Linked DNA regions of Mus musculus: all the other regions are linked to region 2. The links are chromatin contacts, called in public ChIA-PET and HiChIP or PLAC-seq maps. All regions are on one chromosome and are shown on one strand. The core of a region is the stretch at or near the end of the contact, and the rest is flanking DNA. Distances in the headings are between cores, read along the strand shown.

Region 1 (4,465 bases), core at 85-2,584, 350 kb after region 2:
AGGACTTAAACACTTGCTAGGATGCCAGAGTCATTTGAGCAGATCTCAGACACCACTAATAAGCATCAGAGTTTTATGTCCTACAAAGGAAGCAAAGAGCAATAGCCACTAAATAACATGGGTGTGCTATCCCACTAATGACATAGGTGGATCTCATTTAAAAATATCACATTTGTGGTAAATGCACAATCCAGAAGAAACGGGTGTCACTTTCTTAGCATATATTAAAAGCCACTTACAGCGTATGTGCCCCTGTGTGGCGTGTCCGTAGTCTCTGGAACAGGCGAGCAAGTTGTGATGACTTTGTCCAAGAAATAAGTAGGCTCCCAGGTCTCATCTTCAGATAGGAGCAGCCTCATTGCCGTGGAGATTAAATAGGCTTGAGCTAGCTCACCACTGAGGCACAGCTATTAAACTAGTAGGTTTTCAGGGTGGCGCCAGAATTGAGGGGATTTATTTCATTTGAGGTTGTTCCAGCTACCTAAGCACAGACTGTGAAGTGGGCCCTGAATATGGCTGTCCTCATGTGCTCTGTATACTGAGGAATGAAATTAATTGTCGCGTTGGTTACCCATTTCTGGTATTGTTTAACATACGGGTCATTTTGGTGTTTTTTTTCTCTCTCTCTCATTTATTTATCCTCCATTTCTTTTTGTCTTCTATAGCTTCAAAATTGCTTATGACAGCTCTGGGACCTGTCAGAGTGATTGCCAAACTTTGAAATTTAATTTTCCTGCAGCAGCATCCAAAGTTAACAAAGAGACATGGGAATAATTCCATTAAGTCTCCCCCCATCCGCCAGCAAGTGCTCCTCCTCGCTCTGTTCTACTCTGTTTCTAAAAATACTCTAAAGTGGCATCGACTCTCTCATTTCTGAGGGGAAAATAGTCTATACTGAAGGCTTTCGCCGTAAAATATTACCATAGTTCAGTATTAGAATGAAGTTCAGTTTCACTAGTCCTCAGGGTATAAAAAAATGATTTATATTTCATTTTTACATACTGTTAATTCGTATACCGACCCTAGATATTTTAGCTATACAACTTTAAACAGCTAAATAGTTTCCCTTCTCAAAGAAATGCTATAAAGATAACATATCCTCATTTTTTCCTTCCATAGCTGCTTCATGACAGTGTCCTTAGAGTTAGTTCAGAATAGAATGTTTAGTAAATTAAATAAAATAATAGTCATAGGGAACTGACAAAATATGCTTATTAAATAGTTGTGGGTCAAAGAAGAAGTGAAACCTGCAATATTAGACTTAATTCAGGGGATCAGGGGAGCTGTGTTTCATGGAGCTAAAGAGATGGCTCAGCACTTAAGGGCGTGTACTACCCTTCCCAAGGTCTTGTGGCTCACAGGCTCCTGCAGCCTCAGCACTCTTAAACGCGTTCTCACGACCGGCCAGGAAGAACACAACAAACCAGAATCTTCTGCGGCAAAACTTTATTGCTTACATCTTCAGGAGCAGGAGCGCAAGCCCCCAAGCCCAAAAACGAAAGCCCCCTGCTTACATCTTTAGGAGCCAGAGCGCCAGCGCGCCAGAGCGCAGAGCAAGAGAGAGAAAATGGCGGAAAACCCCGTCCCCTTTTAAGGAGAATTATCCTTCGCCTAGGACGCATCACTCCCTGATTGGCTGCAGCCCATGGCCGAGTAAAGGCAGAGTACATGTAGTGGAAAATTACTCTTGGCACATGCGCAGATTATTTGTTTACCACTTAGAACACAGGATGTCAGCGCCATCTTGTGACGGCGAATGTGGGGGCGGCTCCCAACACAGCACCAGGATATCCAGTGACCTCTTCTTGCCTGCTAAGGCACCTGCACTTCGATGCACAGCCCCCACCCCAGCGCACATAACTGAAAACAAAATAAACCTTGAAATAAAAAGGAGCTGTTTCCGTAAAGAGGTCATTGTACTGCTGTTTCCACACAGCCAGTACAGGTTGTGTTGTCCTTCCTGTGGTGTGTCGTGACACAGACCTACTGCAGTATCCCTGAAACTGTTCTGCATCAAAATGCACAAATACGTGATACTTTCCACACACCCAACATTCGGAGGAGAGTTCCAGTATCGTTAGAAGGATTCACCAGTGAATGGAAGCAGTTCTCAATCTTCATGGTCTCCTTATGAACCTTTTTATATTTCTTACTATGGTCGTTTATGTGAAGGCAAACATCCACGTGCCCTGTCTTCCACTTTACAGACGCGTGGAAAAGCATAGTGTTTCTTTTTGATAGAACTTAGCTCATATTCACACACTGTCGTTATGTAAATGCAAGGCTTTAATGCATGCATGTGCTGACTTATGTGCAAAATGTTGTATAGCTACAATGAAATAAAATACTGACCTGTGTAAAAGTCAAGGAAATATTAGACTTCATTATTAGACTGTAATATTAGACTTCAGTCAGGGGATCAAGGGAGCTGTGTTTCATGGAGCTAAAGAGATGGCTCAGCACTTAAGAGTGTGTACTGCCCTTCCCAAAACACTTACGTAAATGTTTTGTGGCACATTTAAAATCACATTTTCGTAACTGGTATTTTATTATTTGATACACATTATCATGGTCTGCTGCTGAGCCAAGGGGCGTATTTTGGTTTAATTATTGGAGACATTCTCCCGTGTAAGTTTTAGAGTAAATATAAGGTTCCTGGATATTTTGTGATTGGCTCTTTTGATTTTCACCCAACGTCTCTAGGTTGAAAACGTGCGCTTGGTAGACAGAGTGTCTTGTAAAAAGGCAGCGCTGGGAACTTTGTATCTGACGGCCACTCACGTCATATTCGTGGAAAATGCACCTGACACAAGAAAAGAAACCTGGGTATGACATCTGCATCTTTAGCCTTACATGTTTTTCATTGGTTTCAGGATGGGGACCGTGGACTTTTGGGGGCATTTTTGGGAGCGATTTCTGAGATGTATTAGAAAAGGAATTTCCTTCACAGCCCTAAGATGGGATGGATGAATGTGCTAGCAGTGGCTGAAGCTGCTGGAGCCTATGCATGGCCGGGAAGATCTTCAGTCCTACCAGGTGTCGCATGCGACAGCACCTGATGTGTTATAACTGTCCTTTGTAGGATGTTTTACACACATCTGTTATTGTTTGAATGTTTCATACATTGCTCATAGGCATCCCTCCATCCCCCTTAGTGCCTGATCCTGCCTCCGTTTCAACTTCATTTCCCCTTTTTATTGTTGTTAATAATGCCCTGAGTCCGGTTAGGACTGGATATATGCACATGGTTATATTGTTGAGGCCATGTCCTCAAAAGCGGGTGACTCTCCCTTTCTCTACAGCTCTCAGTTGCCAAGAGTTCCTCCAATGAGGTTGGAGCATCAGGGCCCCCCCCTCCCTTGCAGGGACTTCTAAATTATCGGTTCTATTATTTTACAATGTTAACATTACTTTTCTGGTAATTTTTAAAAGAAAAGGAAAGCTAGAGACTAGTCCCATAACCAGGAACTTTTGTGCCTAATCATCAAACCAGTAGACATTTCTGACGTTGTATAGCAAGACAAACATGGCCTTATAACCCATGGCCAAAATCTTGACCTGTAGATTCCATTCCTTACCCCGTGGACAGGCATACACTTAGCACCAGAAGGGTAGCCAGTACCTCACAGTAGTCAGGAACTTCATGGAGGACTGCCCTTAAGGACAGAACATGGATCTCCTCAAAAGACACGGTCCAGAATGGTTTATTTTCTTTTTTTGTTGTTGGGTTTTTTTTTTTTTTGGTTTTGTTTTGTTTTGTTTTGTTTATTTTAGACAGGGTTTCTCTGTATAGCCCTGGCTGTCGTGGAAGTCACTCTGTAGACCAGGCTGGCCTCGAACTCAGAAATCCGCCTGCCTCTGCCTCCCAAGTGCTGGGATTAAAGGCGTTCGCCACCGCTACCGGGCTGGTTTATTTTCTTATCAACCTATTTTCTTAATGGAATGGTGGTTTATTCCAGAGGCTGTAGAAGAGGTCAGGGGAGGGGAATGGGGAGTTATTGATCAGAGTAACCAGAAGGGGATGGGGAGTTATTGATCAGAGTAACCAGAAGACTCAGATAGAGCAGAGGGCTAGGCTTTGAGATCAAGCATATTGTATACATGGGTTTATAGTGGATCATAATATATATATTTCAAAATATCTTTGGAAAATTTCAAATATATCACCATGAAATGATAGCTCAGAAGTTTATGGTTGTATTGTATATACTAGTTAGCTTGATTTAATCATTTCACATCGTATCCATCAGGAAAGCACTCTGTACTGTGATCTGCCTGTTAAAAACAACAGACAGTTGGAAAGTGAAACATTTTCCTTTGCAGACTGCCTGACCACCAACAGCTTAGAGAACAAGGGGTTATTGAACTTGAACATCCCACGTGGAATTAAGGAACATGGTGGCACTTCCCAGTGGAGCCATCTCTAACTCTTACTGATTGCCAAAGTTTATTTTACTGACTTCCC
Region 2 (4,754 bases), core at 92-2,591:
TGAGAGGACAAAGGAATAAGAGGACGAGGTGTGAGGTGCGGGCTGAGCACCCCTTTTTATGGTCTTCACTGTTGCTAGGTAACTGGGGAGGAGTTTAGCCTGAAGGTCAGAAGCTTGCCTAGGCTCCACTTCTAAAGATCCAAAACAGTACCATTGGCTGGACACCAGCTTTTGGGTCATACTCCAGACCCAGACTACAGCGTGGGACATCTAGTTTGCAGGAGACTGAGATAGGAGACTAAAGCCCTTTTCTGAAAACAAGACTTGTGACAGACGGGCCATGTCCCTACACTTTGCCTCTTTGGGATACAATAGAGTGAATAAAAATAGCTCCGCTTCACGGAGAGGCTTGCTACATAGCCAAGCGCTTTCCACACATGACCTCATTCTATGCTGATAACTCGAGAGGAGACGGATTCTGTCATTACCCTCCCCCACCCCGGCCCCCAAAGGAACATAGCTGTGATTTTTCTGCACCATTAACACCGTCAGAACATCCAGTACACCCAGAGAAGACTTGTACCCCGCCTTCCCACTTGTCTATCTCTAGGGACATGTGGGGGCCTGCTCTGGTGCCATAGAATGTCCTACCTTTAGGGTGCGGTGAGTTCTTTATTTTTAATTTCCAGGGTGGAAATTTACTTTAAAATAGGTATCAGAGGCTGGCTCCAGCATATACTTTTGATTTCTTGACACACCAAGGACTTAATCCAGCACCTTGCTATAACCAGGCAAGCACTCTACTCCTGAGTTCCACGTCCCACCCGTGAGAATGATTTCAGCTTGCTATTGTTCCGTTTCTGGGACCCAAGGCAACTTCCAGAGGGGGAAAGGCTTTATTTTAACTTAGGGGTTACAGTCTATTATTGAGAGAAGCCAGGGCAGGAACCTGAAGCAGAAGGCACGGAAGAACGCTGCTTGCTGGATCTCTCACCAGCTTCGCTGCTTTCTTATACACCCTCCCACGACCACTACTGTCCTAAGGATGCTACCACTCATAGTAGGGTAGGGCTTCTATTAAAAATCAAGACACCCTCCTCCCGAAATGCACACGGGGCTATAAGGCTTTCCTCTCAGGTGACTCTAAGTGGATGCTAACTAGGACAGCAACGTGTGCACGGAGCTAACCTGCAGCCCCACATAAGGAGAAAGAGAAGCCGAGGCCACGTCATTTTTTATTTGTTCTGCCAAGAAAATCCAACTTCGAAGGAAAATGAGTTTGACTTTGAAACAAGTCCGCCTAACAAAACCAGTTTCCCCATGTATACTGAGTTGTATACGTAAGCGCGGTTAAAAAATGCTACCGGTGCTGTTCTGGGTGTATTTTACCACAATTCGTTAGCTGGGGGAAGAAAGATGCTCCCTTCTCTGCATACCGCCAGTGGGTGCTCACGTTATGCAGCTCCCCCTCTCTCAACAGCCAGTTCTTTCTGGTCATAAATACTCCCTCGCATTCCTTTCTTTGAAAATGCCCTTCGGATGAATTCCTTCCCCCGTGTAAGCTGGTGAGACGGGCCGCTTAGGAGACTGGCCTGCAGCCCACTGTCTGCATCGCTGGTCCACCCTCCTTTGTACAGTCTGTGGGTGGAGTGAGCAGTTACCCGGGGCAGCCAAGTGGAAAGACAGATAGATGCCTTCTCTTCTCCTAAAAGCTATTTATTGTTCTGAGAGGAACCAGCCATCAAAGAGAGCTGTGCCCCACCCACTCCTCCGGGCTTCCAGTTCTTGACTGAAAAAAAAAAAAAAAGTTAACACCCTACACCACACACCACAGGCACATCCTGAAAGATAATGAATGCTTGAACCCTGACTTTGTTTTTAATTTTTACTGTGGAGCGGGTCTAGGGAACGGCCAAAAACTTGTCTCCTCACTTTGAGGGTGCAGAGCTCACACCTCTCCCCTTTCATCAGAGATTTATTTAACCCTTTGGCTAGGCCACACGGTCCAAATTTCTTACTTTGTTTTCTGCCTCAGCAGAGTGCTAAGACTTCCCCTGTTCCCCACACCTGAAGCGCGTCGATGTGGATGGCAGAGCTGAAGACGAGGAATGTTTGCAGAACGGATGGAAACAGACCGACTGATGTACCACTGGGAATTTATCTTATGATCTGGACCATTTTACTAGAATGTTTCACTGTGGCACACTCGGGTTGGGAAGAGACATTGTGGCTTGATATTCTGCACTTGCAATTTGTCTGTCTGTCTGTCTGTCTGTCTTTTGTTCCCCCCCCCCCAGATAGTTTTTCTGGGTATCCCAGGCTGTCATGGATCAGACCAGCCTCCAGCTCAGACATCTACCTCCCAAGTTTTGGGATTAAAGGCATGTGCCACCATTACCTGGCTTTTTGTTTTTATTTTTAAGACAGGATCTCACTATGCCCAGAAACCAAGCTGGCCTTGAACTCACAGAGCCTTGCCTGCTTCTGTCTCTCCAGTGCTGAGACTAAAGGCAAGGGCCAAGAATGTGTGTGTACACTCACAATTCAGGACCTCTGCTTGCTCAGGCCCCACTCATCCCCGCCCAAAGATTTATTTATTATTATACAAGTACACTGTAGCTGTCCACAATTCATTGTGGATGGTTGTGAGCCACTGAGTGTTTGCTGGGATTTGAACTCAGAACCTTTGGAAGAGCAGTCAGTGCTCTTACCCACTGAGCCATCTCACCAGCCCCCTAGCAGAAGCTTTTAAAAAGCATTGGAAGCAGGGGAGGGTGCAGAGAGATCAGGAACATGTGGTAAATGATAAAACACACTGATTGTTTTTTCAAGTACCCCCTCCCCGCCCCCCTTTTCTGGTCTCAAAGAAGGGGGATGTCTATGCAACTGGAAATGGTCCAGTGTGGAAGTGATTCCCCAGTCTACCTCAGCACCCCACTGAAACAGTTGCTGTAGCCTCTGAGGGACCTTGCCTGTGCTGCTTAGCCACACCTTCCTCAAGTGCAATCTTTTACTGAAGACAATCTTAACGCCGGTAAAGCCTGCCACCTAGTGGTCATTATGATTATGACATGATATGGAAGTGACCCACTTATTAGAAGCTATCCCAGGAAGGCAAATTATATTCCACTTACTAGTTTTCAATTAAAAATTTGTTATTGTTGTTGTTATTATTATTATTATTTTGGCTTTTTGAGACAGGGTTTCTGTCTATAGTCCTGGCTATCCTGGAACTCACCCTATAGACCAGGCTGGCTTCGAACTCAGAATTCCACCTGCCTCTCTGCCTCCCAAGTGCTAGGATTAACGGCGTGCGCCACTACTGTCCGGCTAGTTTTCACTTTTTTTCCCGAGACAGAGTTTCTCTGTATATCCCTGCCTGTCCTGGAAATCGCTCCGTAGACCAGGCTGGCCTTGAACTCAGAAATTCGCCTGCCTCTGCCTCTGCCTCCCAAGTGCTGGGATTAAAGGCGTGGGCCACCACGCCCGGCTAGTTTTCAATCTTAAACTTGAAAGTAGATGTATTAATATAGTCTATCCCAGGCTGCAGCGAGTATATCTCTCCTGAAACTGGCTTCCCCAGGCCAAGAGTGACTTGGATCTAAGTTTATTCCACGGGACCTATCACAGATGGCGGAGGATGGCAGGGGACCCATCCAAGTTCTGCGGCTCAGCTCAGCAGCTCCGGTCTCTGCGAGTCATTTGCTTCATGGGAGTGGTTACTAGATGCTGGAAGAGCGAGGAGAAAGCAAAGAATGGTCAGTGGGTACGAAGTTCCAATAGGCTGGGGAATTTGGTCCTCCTGTGTAGTGCTGGCAGGGTGAGTGTGGTGAATAATATTTTTGGATATTTTACAATAGGTAGAAGAGATCCTTCTGAATGTCCTCAGCACAAAGAAATGAAAATTGTATGAGGTAATGAATATGTTAAATAGTCTAATTTGATTAATACACAGTATGTACATGTATAGATCATTCCACTGCATCTCCACTAAAATACATAATCACCACGTGTCAAAGAAAACAACAAGGCTTACCGCTAACAGCACTGGCTGCCTTGCAGAGGATCAGGGTTCAATTCTCTGTACCCACGTGGCTGTCCACTCCAGTTCCAAGGAGATTTGCTAACCACCCTCTTCTGGCCTCTACAGGCGTAAGACCGGGTTGTGCAGAGTATATATGAAGGCAAAACTTCCATACACACCAAATAAAGGATATCAAAATAAAGAAGCCAAGTGTTATAAACAACAGAAGCCAAGGATGGTAGCCCATACCTGTTATTCTCAGTACTTAGGACACTGAGGCAGGATTGCCGTGAAGATAGCTTGGGTTACAAAGCAAGGACCTGTCTCGACTTTCTCTTCCAAAAGAACAAGCATGGGGCGTGGGGGGAGAGAAGGAAGGGGGGAACCTTAAGCAAAAACAGTAAACTTTTTTTTTTTCAGCTTGAAAGTTCAGAGATGGGGCTGGTTCGGAGGACCTACTCCACAGCCATGAGCGCTAGAGCTCAGATCCCAGTGCCCAGGTAACATGCCAGGGAATCCTGCAAAACCTATAGCTGCCTCTTTCTAGCTTTTGTGTGGACACAGACAAGAACAAACGAGTAAATAAATAAAGTCTTTGCAAAATGAAGAAATTAAAGCTCAAATAGACCTTGTTCCCAGGTCACGGGTCATATCGATCATGGTACCTAACTTTCGACCGGCTCTCAGCCCCTTTCGACAGCATTGCTTGTTCTCTGACAACCTGCATTTGCCAGGAGACACTGTGCTGGGTACCAGGGAACAGCAGGCTAGAGCTCTTCTCCATCTCTGG
Region 3 (4,543 bases), core at 1,503-4,002, 310 kb after region 2:
TTTGAGGCTGGGGGAGGCTACAGAAACAGTTATGTGATATTAAAAATCTAAAGATTTGGTTTATTTTATATCTTATTTGACATTTCCCTCTATACTGTAATTTACTACTAACGTCAGCTACTATTACTGTGACGTAAATCACTATAAATGTTGTCCCTGCGCTGATGTGACATATCTCTGTGAAGTTGAGACTCAGACACTTCCCTTGACCCTCTAACAAGACGTGATCCCTTGGGTGAAAAATTCCAATGGATTATGTGATTCCAGAACGTTAGCATCACTAGTAACATGGTGACCTCATCAACAGCTGTGCCAGTGGAAGAACGGGTGTGAGAGTGTGAGTTAGGACCTGTGATTCTGAATATAACTATATAACTTAGCTATCGTACTTCTTAAGAAAACAAAATTAAGATTTTCCCTCATAATTATCACAATGTCTATAGTCTTTCTTTTTCTTTCTTTTTTTGTTTTTGTTTTTTTTGTTTTTTGAGACAGGGTTTCTCTGCATAGCCGTGGCTGGCCTGGAACTCACTTTGTAGACCAGGCTGGCCTCGAACTCAGAAATCCGCCTGCCTCTGCCTCCCGAGTGCTGGGATTAAAGGCGTGCACCACCACGCCCGGCTTGTCTATAGTCTTTCTTTACAGTGTTATTATGAAAAAAAATTATAAACTATACCAGAATACATGGTGCTATTGCTTATGATTTCAAATTTTATGTTGGTCCTTAGTCCTCCACAACTCACTGGACAAATGTTTTTTTAATTTGTCTTTAGAATTATCTATTTTATGTGTATGATTGTTTTGTCTGCATCTTTGTAGACTTTATCAGGTAAGGGTAGGTCTCTCTGCCTAAGTTGCCTAACATCATTTTTTTTTTTAAATTGGGAATGATATTACTTTGTGAGATGACTTTTCTGTATCTGTTAAGAAGGCAATACAGATTTGTTTTATTTTTCTTTAGTCTAATACTATGATGAATTTTATCTATATTTTTATTCTTTTATTTTAAATGATACGCATCAATTCTAACTTATGTGTATGAGTGTTTTGCTTATATGCATGAATTTGTACCATATGCATGTCTGGTACCCTGGGAGTCAGACGAAGGCATTGGATCCCTGGGAACTGGAGTTAGGATTGTTGTAAGCTACCATGTGGGTACTGGGAACTGAAATCGGATCCCGAGCAAGAGTACTCTTAACTGTTGAGTCACTTCTCCAAATCCTATAGTTTATTCTTAAACCAACCTACATTCCTGGCATAATAAAAAAAGTTTTCAAATAAAGAAATTGGATTTGAGCCAGGCGTGGTGGCACACGCCTTTAATCCCAGCACTCGGGAGGCAGAGGCAAGCAGATTTCTGAGTTCGAGGCCAGCTTAGTCTACAAAGTGAGTTCCAGGACAGCCAAGGCTACACAGAGAAACCCTGTCTCAGGAAAAAAAAAAAAAAAAAAAAAAAAAAAAAAAAGGAAAAAGAAATTGGATTTGAATTTAATATACCTTTCTGCTCAGTGGTAGTAGTATAATCTAGTTGCTCACAAAAGATTGTTTTAAAAGCTATTGCTTTTTAGAATTATTCAAAATTTTAATGAAATGTTTTAAAGTACATAATTTGAAACAAAACAGCTTGTGAAGATTAAAGGCAGTGGGCATGTAGTCTTCTCAGTAGCAACACATTTGAAATGATGTGGCAGGCAGGTTGAAAGACTCATCAGTTCACCGAGAGCAAGGATTTCGTGAATACACCTGTTCATATAACTCTATTTTCTCCCCTCTTGGTGAGATCATTGGCTGGGAAATTTTGCAAATCAAATCCCTTTTAGAGTTGTCTCTTCAAAGGAGAATGTGGGACCAATGTCTTGGGAGTCTATGCTATCCACATGGCGGACAGATCCAAAATGACTCAATGGTAACACTGCACAACAGCTACAGCTTCCAAAGAGATGTGGCAGGATCATAGTTAAGTTTAAAAATCCGGGCAGGAAATGACTGCTGTCACCAAAGGGCAATTACAAGATTCCCCCAGGCTTCAGAAAGCAATATGCAGCTGAGTATACTGAGCAGGCAGCCAACTAAGCAGTAATTACCTCTTGCTGTGGAGCCACGGGGCCAATCAGCTATTGGCTGTTTCATTAAACGGGTTAAGCAGGTTGGAACAAATTCAAACGTCTAGATGATATGAAAGGATCAAGAGGTAGTCTGCAAGGTTGTTAACAGCACACAAGCAAAGGCTTAGAGTATTTGCAACCCAGTAGCTGCTGAGGAAGGATTTAAAAATAAAAGTACAAAGAGCTGAGTTTCTTAGACTTACTGTATAGGCTTCGTTCAGTTTTCTTCCTGAATGCCTACTGGTTTCTCTATTAGTGCGATTGTAAGGTGGATGGTGTCTTAGGGCTACTATTGCTGAGATGAAACGCCCCGACCAAAGCAGTTCCAAACAGTTCATTATCAAAAGCAGTGTGGGCAGGAACCCTGCAGGACAGAATCTGCAGGCAGAAGCCCATGAAAGGCACCTTGGAGTAGCGCTGCTTGCTTCTCTGGGCTTGTTCAGCTTGCTTTCTTACAGAACTCAGTACCACCTCATGGGGGATGGTGAAGAGGTCAGCTCAGGAACTAACACTTGAGCACCCCTCCCCTCCGGGAAGGGAGAGGCTAATTAACATTCCTCCAACCACAGGTGGGGGAACCCACCATCAGCCATCAGCCAGCCACCTGCGGGTTGGGGGAGGCCCAGAGCACATAGACACATTGGCCACCTACAGACAAGGGGAGTTCTTGCCGCCCTAAAGACCAATCAGTTTAAACGTCACACTGTTCTGCCAATCACATTGTGCCTAATGGCTGCTGCTCTGAAAACTGTATAAAAGCTCACCGACCGAGGTCCCTAGGGTCGCCACCTCTCCTTCGAGTGGAGGACGACCCCAACACATTGGAACAATAAATTCCTCTTATTTTTTTTGCATCGATTCTCAGCTCCTCGAGGTTCACTCGGGGCGTCCCTGGAAGCTAAGGCTCGCCAGAGTCTTACAATAGCACCACCCACAATGGTTGGGATTCGCTCATGGATCACCAATTAAGAAAACACCTTACATATGGAGACATTTTCTCCACTGATGCTCCCTCCTGTCTGATGACTCTAGCTTGTGTGAAGCTAACACAAACCAGCCAGCACAAATGACTCCTTGCGAACTTGCCTCGAAAACACATCACTTTTCAATTAGAACCTTCCCTTCATCCATCTCCCAAGTTGAAATGTTGATATTAAGTCTCACAGTCCTTACAAAATCAAACACATTACAAGTTCAGTCTCTTTAAAATAGTCACACTCACCGCCGGGCGTGGTGGCGCACGCCTTTAATCCCAGCACTCGGGAGGCAGAGGCAGGCGGATTTCTGAGTTCGAGGCCAGCCTGCTCTACGAAGTGAAGTCCAGGACAGCCAGGGCTATACAGAGAAGCCCTGTCTCGAAAAACCAAAAAAAAAAAAAAAAAAAATATTCACACTCTTCAAAAATACAAAATTTTCTTTAAAGGCTCAAAGTCCTTTAGCCGTGGATGCCTATAAAAATAAAAATTAAGTTAAATATGTTCTTGGCAGGGGTGGGGGTGGGGAGGGAAGAACCAGGATGCAGTCACAAAATCAAACTCCAATTGTAAATAACTCAGTGATCTTCTGGGCACTTCCAAAGGGCTTGGATCACCTCTCTGGCTCTGTCCTATGCAGCACACGCTGCTTGTCTTCTAGGCTCCAGCTGTCCCCACTCCACTACTACTGCTTTTCTTGGTGATCACAGGGTCTTGTCCCAGCAACAGAAGCCCCAAGACAGTGATATAAATAAATAAGACAACTGGAACATTACAGGTTCATAAGTATCATAGGAGAAAGACACTTTACATTGCTTATTCTTTCTCACCGCTGTGACAAATTATCCCACAACATCAACACCAACCCAACAAAAGGAACTTATGAGAGGGGGAGTTTATTTTGACTCACAGTTTGGTGGTGCAGTCTGTCATGGTAAGCAAGGCATAGAGAAATTAATGCTACTGTTCATCTTGTTTGTTTTTCTTTTTTTATTCACCTTGTTTTTGTTTGTTCTGTTCTGTTTTATTTAGTCCATGACCTCAGTCCATGGGATGGTACTGCCCACATTAGGATGGGTCTTCTGTACTCAGTGAAACTACCCTGAAGGGACTGGAGACGCTGCTCGCCAGTTAAGAGCACCGACAGCTCTTCTAGAGGAACTAGGCTCAGTTTCTAGCACTAACATGGTGGGTCACAAGAGCCTGTAATTCCAGTTGCTGAGGACCCCATACCCTTCCCCTTGCCTCTCTGGGCACTGCATGAGTGTGTTGCACACATTTAGCTCACCCTGAAGTGTTTGTAGGGTGAATCTTTAGGAAGGATTCCTTTCCATGGGCACATGTGCCTTAATACTGAAGGTGTAATAGGTTTGCACATGGGCAGAGGAAGAGCTGAAGATGATGTTTCTAAGGTCAAACGAGGAGGGAAGTAAATATGAGTGAAGTGAGCATGTAAGAAGG
Region 4 (4,955 bases), core at 2,452-4,951, 380 kb after region 2:
GTGTCATGACAGGGAGGTCATCCTGTCCCTGCAGGACGTTTGCTGATGTGTTGTAACTGTAGACTGGTGGGGAACTGAGGCCCCATACTTAAGCGAGCAGAACACTTATGTGACGTAGATGCTTGCATCAAGCTTACACAAAAACCAGGGGCTTCTTGGTTTTACCAGGTGTCAGGGTACCCTATAATATTAATTTTAAGCCAGTTGTTGTATGTGGGCCTTGTTCCGCCCCCTCCCTTAACTCCCTCTGATGTCAAACCACTTTATAGGTCATGCTTAGAGACTTTCACTTATGAATAGCATTCTGGGTATGGTTTTTACTGAGAGTCACTTAATCCTTTGCTCTCTGTTACCATGCTAGCAGTTTTAAAAGTCACTTTACTTTAAATTGTGTCCAACATGGTCTCCTAGCTTCACATCATGAATTCCCAGTGGGGCGGGGGCAGGGGGCTTGGACTCATAGATGATTTCTAGTCTGTTAAGACACATTTTCCGAAGCATCAAGCTGTCCATGCTGTCTGTGGGGATGGGTTCTAGAGCTCACCAGTGTCCCTGCATGGGCTCGTCCCTCACCTAAAGTGGTAATGTTTGCATGCACTCTGCTCACACCCTCCTGCATACTGTACATCAGCTCCTGATTGTTTCAGATGCCCAACCAAGGTAAATACTTGCTATGGTGGGATATTTAGGGAAAGGCGACAGAAAGTCGATTCAGAGTCAGTCCTTTTAGTTGAATACTTTTGATCCGTGGTTGTGGAAAGCTATAGCTGACTAAACCCACCGGCCTAGGACCTGGTGACTGGAAAGACAGACGGAAAGATGTTTGTATGGTGTTGGAAACGAGGGTCAGGGAAATGGTGGGGTGTGCTGAGATGGGGTCTGAAGAGACCCCTAAACATCCCTACTGGGCAAACCTAGCAGTAGCCTGGGCTTTTATTACTGTGAAAATGTGACCTTTAGATTTGATTTGGGTACTCATGATTCTTTTAAATAGACTAGTATATTAAAAAAAAAAAAGACAATAAGCACCAAATAAGCACTAAAATTGTTTCCCTAGTCTTTCCACTAATAGTGCCTTGTAAGTTTCAGGAAAGTGATTATTCTGCTTTCAGCAGTGAAAAACATTATTACTAAAAAGGAAAGTAGGTTGCTTAAAAAGTTTTAAATTCATGGTATGGATCCTACTTAAACATTTCCACACATTCCTAATACCTTACACAGAAAGCTTACCCAGGTAGCAAGCTCTTCAGCTTGGGTTAAAAGTAAACCTATCTTGATTTCCATAAAATCCAATACCATTTTCCCATGTTGGTGTGGAGTGCAGGCTAACCACAGGCGCCTCTTCCTGGGGATGCTCCCACAGTGTCTCTGACAGTTCTGTGTTGCTGTGGCCTCTCCCCGCAGGCCTCCATCTGCAGGAGCAGCCAGCCCCTTTCCGGCTTCAGCGCTCGGTGCCTGGAGGATGAGCAGATGCTCCAAGCCATCAGGAAAGCCAATCCTGGAAGTGACTTCATTTATGTCGTGGACACAAGGCCTAAAGTAAGTGTCACCATTTTCATACGTGTCTCTGCAGCCCTGAGTCCTGAGGCCGGAAGGAACCAAAGCTTGACTGGTAGCAACCCTTTGCCTTATCTGTAGAGGGTTGTTCCTGGTCTGATCAGACCATGGGGCCACCAAAGGGCTGCTCTCTGCTGCATCTCAGCTCCTGAAGGGGCTGAGTGTGCTGAGTACATTTCTGTTTCCGGTTTTTACCATTGTGCCGGTCACACAGTAAATGGCTTACTGTTTAGGTTTGCAAGTAGTTTGGCTGTGGATTAAATGTCAGCGGTGCTATTCAAAACAGGTTACAAGGGAATAAAAATATGACAGAGGAAAAATAGCTTAGTTGGTCAAGTCAGTTTAAAATGAAAGCCATTAAGAGTAAGAGCTTCGTGGCATAGTCAGTTGTAGATGTTTATAGACATAGTCTTCACATCATACATAATGGGCCCTGACTTTCTAGTAAGCTTTCATTGCACAACATAGATCAAATCTCTGATCCAGGGGTGAAGGACTGGAAGAAGGTCTGCCCTTGAAAGATGTGACAGATTAACTTCTGTTGCCTGTCAGTTTCTGCCTCTGTCTGAATCAGGTGCAAACCCCTTTCTCCAACCCTGACTGCCCTCCTCCCCGCGCCCTGTATCTTTTGTGTACGGTAGAGCTGTTCTGTATTTTCTGATAAGTTATGTGCTTCTCAGAGGACATTTTGCAGACAAACTCAGGCTTCAGGGCTTTACTGAGTGGAGACTGGAAATCCTTTTCCTACCCTACTTTTCCAGCTTTAAACAGGGATAAACAGATTGACCTCCTAAGAGCCAGTGATCCAAGTTAGGTCCCTGTAGTGTAAGTCCTTATTAGAACGTGGCAGCCACAGGACCAGGCCTTGTCTGTATTTAAAGCCACCTTCTTAGTCCTAAGGATTCAGTTTGAAGGGTATATTTAGTACTCACTTTGTTTATTGTTAAGTGGTAAGAAGTTGACTCTGATCCAGTAGATAAAGAAAGTTGGGTGCTCTCTTCTCAGGTGCAAAGATGTGGCTTGTAAAAACTGCTTCAAGCTTTGTGTTCCCCTCCTCTCTCCCCCTCTTTTCTCTCCCTCTTTTCTCTTTCTCCCTCTCTCTTTTCTTCTATCCCTCTCTTTCTCCCTCCCTCTCTCTTTTCCTCTCTCCCTGTCTTCCCCTCCTTCCTTTCTTCTTTTTTTTCATGACCACGTTGGTTGATTCCCACCCCTCAGGTGCGGTAGTTTTCCTAGGCCACCAGGAAAGTATGCAGATGTTTGCCACAGAAGGGTTGCATGGCGGCATGCAGGTTGTCCTCAGTCCTTGCCTTCTGCATCCAGCTTTATTTCCTAGTATAATAATAATAATAATAATAATAATAATAATAATAATAATTAATAATAATAATAATAATAATAAAGACAAAGGCTTGGGAGGCAGCTCCCAGGGTCCTGATCCTTGGTCTCTGAGCGGGGTTAAGTCCACACAAGGGCTTCCCAAGCCACCCACCCAGATGAAAGCCTTTTGAATTGTTTGTTCACTGATGGGACAGTGATGGGCCGCAGAGGCAGTGAAAGCCTTAAGTATGTACTGAGAAAAGTCTCCTTGGTCTCAGCTGTTGCTAGAGATTGGTACATTAACACATGGAATTGAGTCAGAACGGTATTTGTGGAGGTCTAAGACAAGGACCGTGTCTCTGTACTTCAGCCTCTTCTGTCAGATATGCTGGCATTCTGTTGAGCTTGCAAAAATGTTCAGCACGTTCTCATTTCACTCTTGGAAGAATTCTGCAGATTGGGAGGCTTCTTGTCTTTTCCTGGACTTAGCTTTAAAGAGGTTAGGTAATTCACTGAGACCACACGGTTTAGACCCAAGGCCACATTCAGTTAAATACAAGCTTATTTGACATCAAAGCCAGTGGCTTTTTTGTTTCTGTTTCCCAGAACATCTCTAGGGGACCCTTGTCCCCGCTTCCAGACTCTAGAGGGTTGACACCTAAGTTGATCACACACCCAGCTCCAGGCTGAGCCAAAGTCACCTCAAGCCAGTGGAGCAGGAGGGCTCTAAGCTGTGTGCCTGCCTACCAGCTATGGAGGAAGTATGAGTCCTGAAGTTAAGGCTGTCATCTGTCTAAGCTATGGAGGAAGTGTGAGTCCTAAAGGCAGGGGCAAGGTTGAGTCAGTCACCTGCTTCTGTGGTGACCGGCCCTGTGACATGCCTCAGCTCCATGGACTGCTTTGTGGTTGTGGCCTTAGTGTCACGGCGCCAGGGGTTGTTTCATTGTCTAACAGGAAGTCATAGGGTATTTCTCTCTTTCTTGGTAATGAGGTAATGTCTATTCACTGGGTCCCATGCAGGAGACATCTTCAAGATACAGCTATGAAGTTCAGGGTACCTGAAAAGTGGGAACCTGGGATCTTATTTCCTGGTTATATGCATAAAGTTTGAAGGTGGCCATTGACAGAGGAAAGAGAGTGGGAGAGAGACATTTGTGTTTTGTAGCAGGTGAGGGGAGAGTCTTCAGTCCTGTTCTTTGTAAGTGCAAGGATGGACAAATATCCTTTGGCTTAATTTGGACCTTAACAAACTTGATAAAACCTTGCTAACACAGCTTACCTATCATGGAGGCCCCCGGAGAGGGACCTGGGGCTAATGTAGCTGGCAATGGCTGCTGGTCTAGGCTCAGGCCACAGTGGATCTCGTATGCGAGTGAAAGGTGGCACAGTACTTCTAGGAGCCTATACTGTGTGCCTTAGGAAAGTCACCCTTTGGATGCCTATGCGGAGAAGGCAGAGACAGCCAGTTATTAGCAATCAGAAGCACTGTCAACCAGTAAGACAACTGACATTGCCTAGCTTTGCAAAGAGCTGTTTATCTAACTGCATCTCTTCCACATGGTCCCTTCTACCAACTACACAGAGCAGGCGAGCCTGTTAGAAGCCACGGGAAGGGAGAGCCCTCATCACCTCACGGAGCCTGTACCCAGGGAAAGAGACCGTTTTGCATCATATATGGGTTGAAAATTTAAATTAGCCTGGATCAAGATTTCATCCTGTACTCTTAAATACGTGAAAGATGTCCCTGGATGGCGAAGGGGACATTTTGAGAAGCTTATTTGTAGGTCATACCTGTAGGCAATAAAATCATCTAGTATTTCCAAGAGTGTGCCACAGTTAAGTTAGTGAGGAGAAGAAAGAGCACTCTTTGACACCTGTGCTAGGCTTTGGCCCAGTTCTCCTAAAGGTAGCTGTCTGTCTGTCTGTCTGTCTGTCTGTCTCAGTCTGGAATATCTTTTTTGGGTGTTTATTATTTCTAAACCTGTGTTTCTGCTTTGAAAGTTCAGCTTTTGCCACATTAAATAAGTAGAGCTCCTAAAAAATAGTTTGTATGATAGATTAAATATCGCCACCTTGTGTTT

Evidence for each region. ChIA-PET counts read pairs in DNA pulled down with a chosen protein or histone mark. HiChIP or PLAC-seq counts read pairs in DNA pulled down with a chosen protein or histone mark.
Region 1: an H3K27ac HiChIP or PLAC-seq map of embryonic stem cells shows a contact between it and region 2, with 2.8 times the contacts expected there. The contact joins two enhancer-like sites. A contact is called at or near these places in 1 of 484 Hi-C or Micro-C datasets (embryonic stem cells) and 2 of 115 datasets of contacts at active chromatin or transcription factors (both in embryonic stem cells).
Region 3: a contact with region 2 is called in an H3K27ac HiChIP or PLAC-seq map of embryonic stem cells, with 7 times the contacts expected there. The contact joins two enhancer-like sites. A contact is called at or near these places in 2 of 115 datasets of contacts at active chromatin or transcription factors (both in embryonic stem cells).
Region 4: a contact with region 2 is called in an RNA polymerase II ChIA-PET map of memory CD8 T cells, with 44 read pairs. The contact joins two enhancer-like sites. A contact is called at or near these places in 17 of 484 Hi-C or Micro-C datasets (the C2C12 cell line, the G1E-ER4 cell line, the HL-1 cell line and 11 more) and 5 of 115 datasets of contacts at active chromatin or transcription factors (Th17 cells, astrocytes, bone marrow-derived dendritic cells and 2 more).

The regions. Positions count from the first base shown.
Region 1 is chr8:40,607,255-40,611,719 of GRCm38.p6, reverse strand. It overlaps Mtmr7 (myotubularin related protein 7), which reads left to right. Exons shown (of 14, transcript NM_001040699.1): 2 at 2,704-2,826. Among named protein-coding and RNA genes, the nearest start is that of Mtmr7, 25 kb to the left of the region's middle. Within about 2 kb of position 1,334, at least 33 of the 459 cell types and tissues checked have an H3K27ac peak or open chromatin away from gene starts, as enhancers often do. A contact at or near this core is called in embryonic stem cells, where this site is marked.
Region 2 is chr8:40,960,123-40,964,876 of GRCm38.p6, reverse strand. All of the region lies in intron 2 of Pdgfrl (platelet-derived growth factor receptor-like), which reads right to left. Among named protein-coding and RNA genes, the nearest start is that of Pdgfrl, 36 kb to the right of the region's middle. Within about 2 kb of position 1,341, at least 190 of the 459 cell types and tissues checked have an H3K27ac peak or open chromatin away from gene starts, as enhancers often do. A contact at or near this core is called in Th2 cells, embryonic stem cells and memory CD8 T cells, where this site is marked.
Region 3 is chr8:40,648,625-40,653,167 of GRCm38.p6, reverse strand. No RefSeq gene overlaps it. Among named protein-coding and RNA genes, the nearest start is that of Mtmr7, 16 kb to the right of the region's middle. Within about 2 kb of position 2,752, at least 44 of the 459 cell types and tissues checked have an H3K27ac peak or open chromatin away from gene starts, as enhancers often do. A contact at or near this core is called in embryonic stem cells, where this site is marked.
Region 4 is chr8:40,583,632-40,588,586 of GRCm38.p6, reverse strand. Mtmr7 (myotubularin related protein 7) reads left to right here. Exons shown (of 14, transcript NM_001040699.1): 6 at 1,405-1,539. Among named protein-coding and RNA genes, the nearest start is that of Mtmr7, 49 kb to the left of the region's middle. Within about 2 kb of position 3,701, at least 101 of the 459 cell types and tissues checked have an H3K27ac peak or open chromatin away from gene starts, as enhancers often do. A contact at or near this core is called in Th2 cells and memory CD8 T cells, where this site is marked.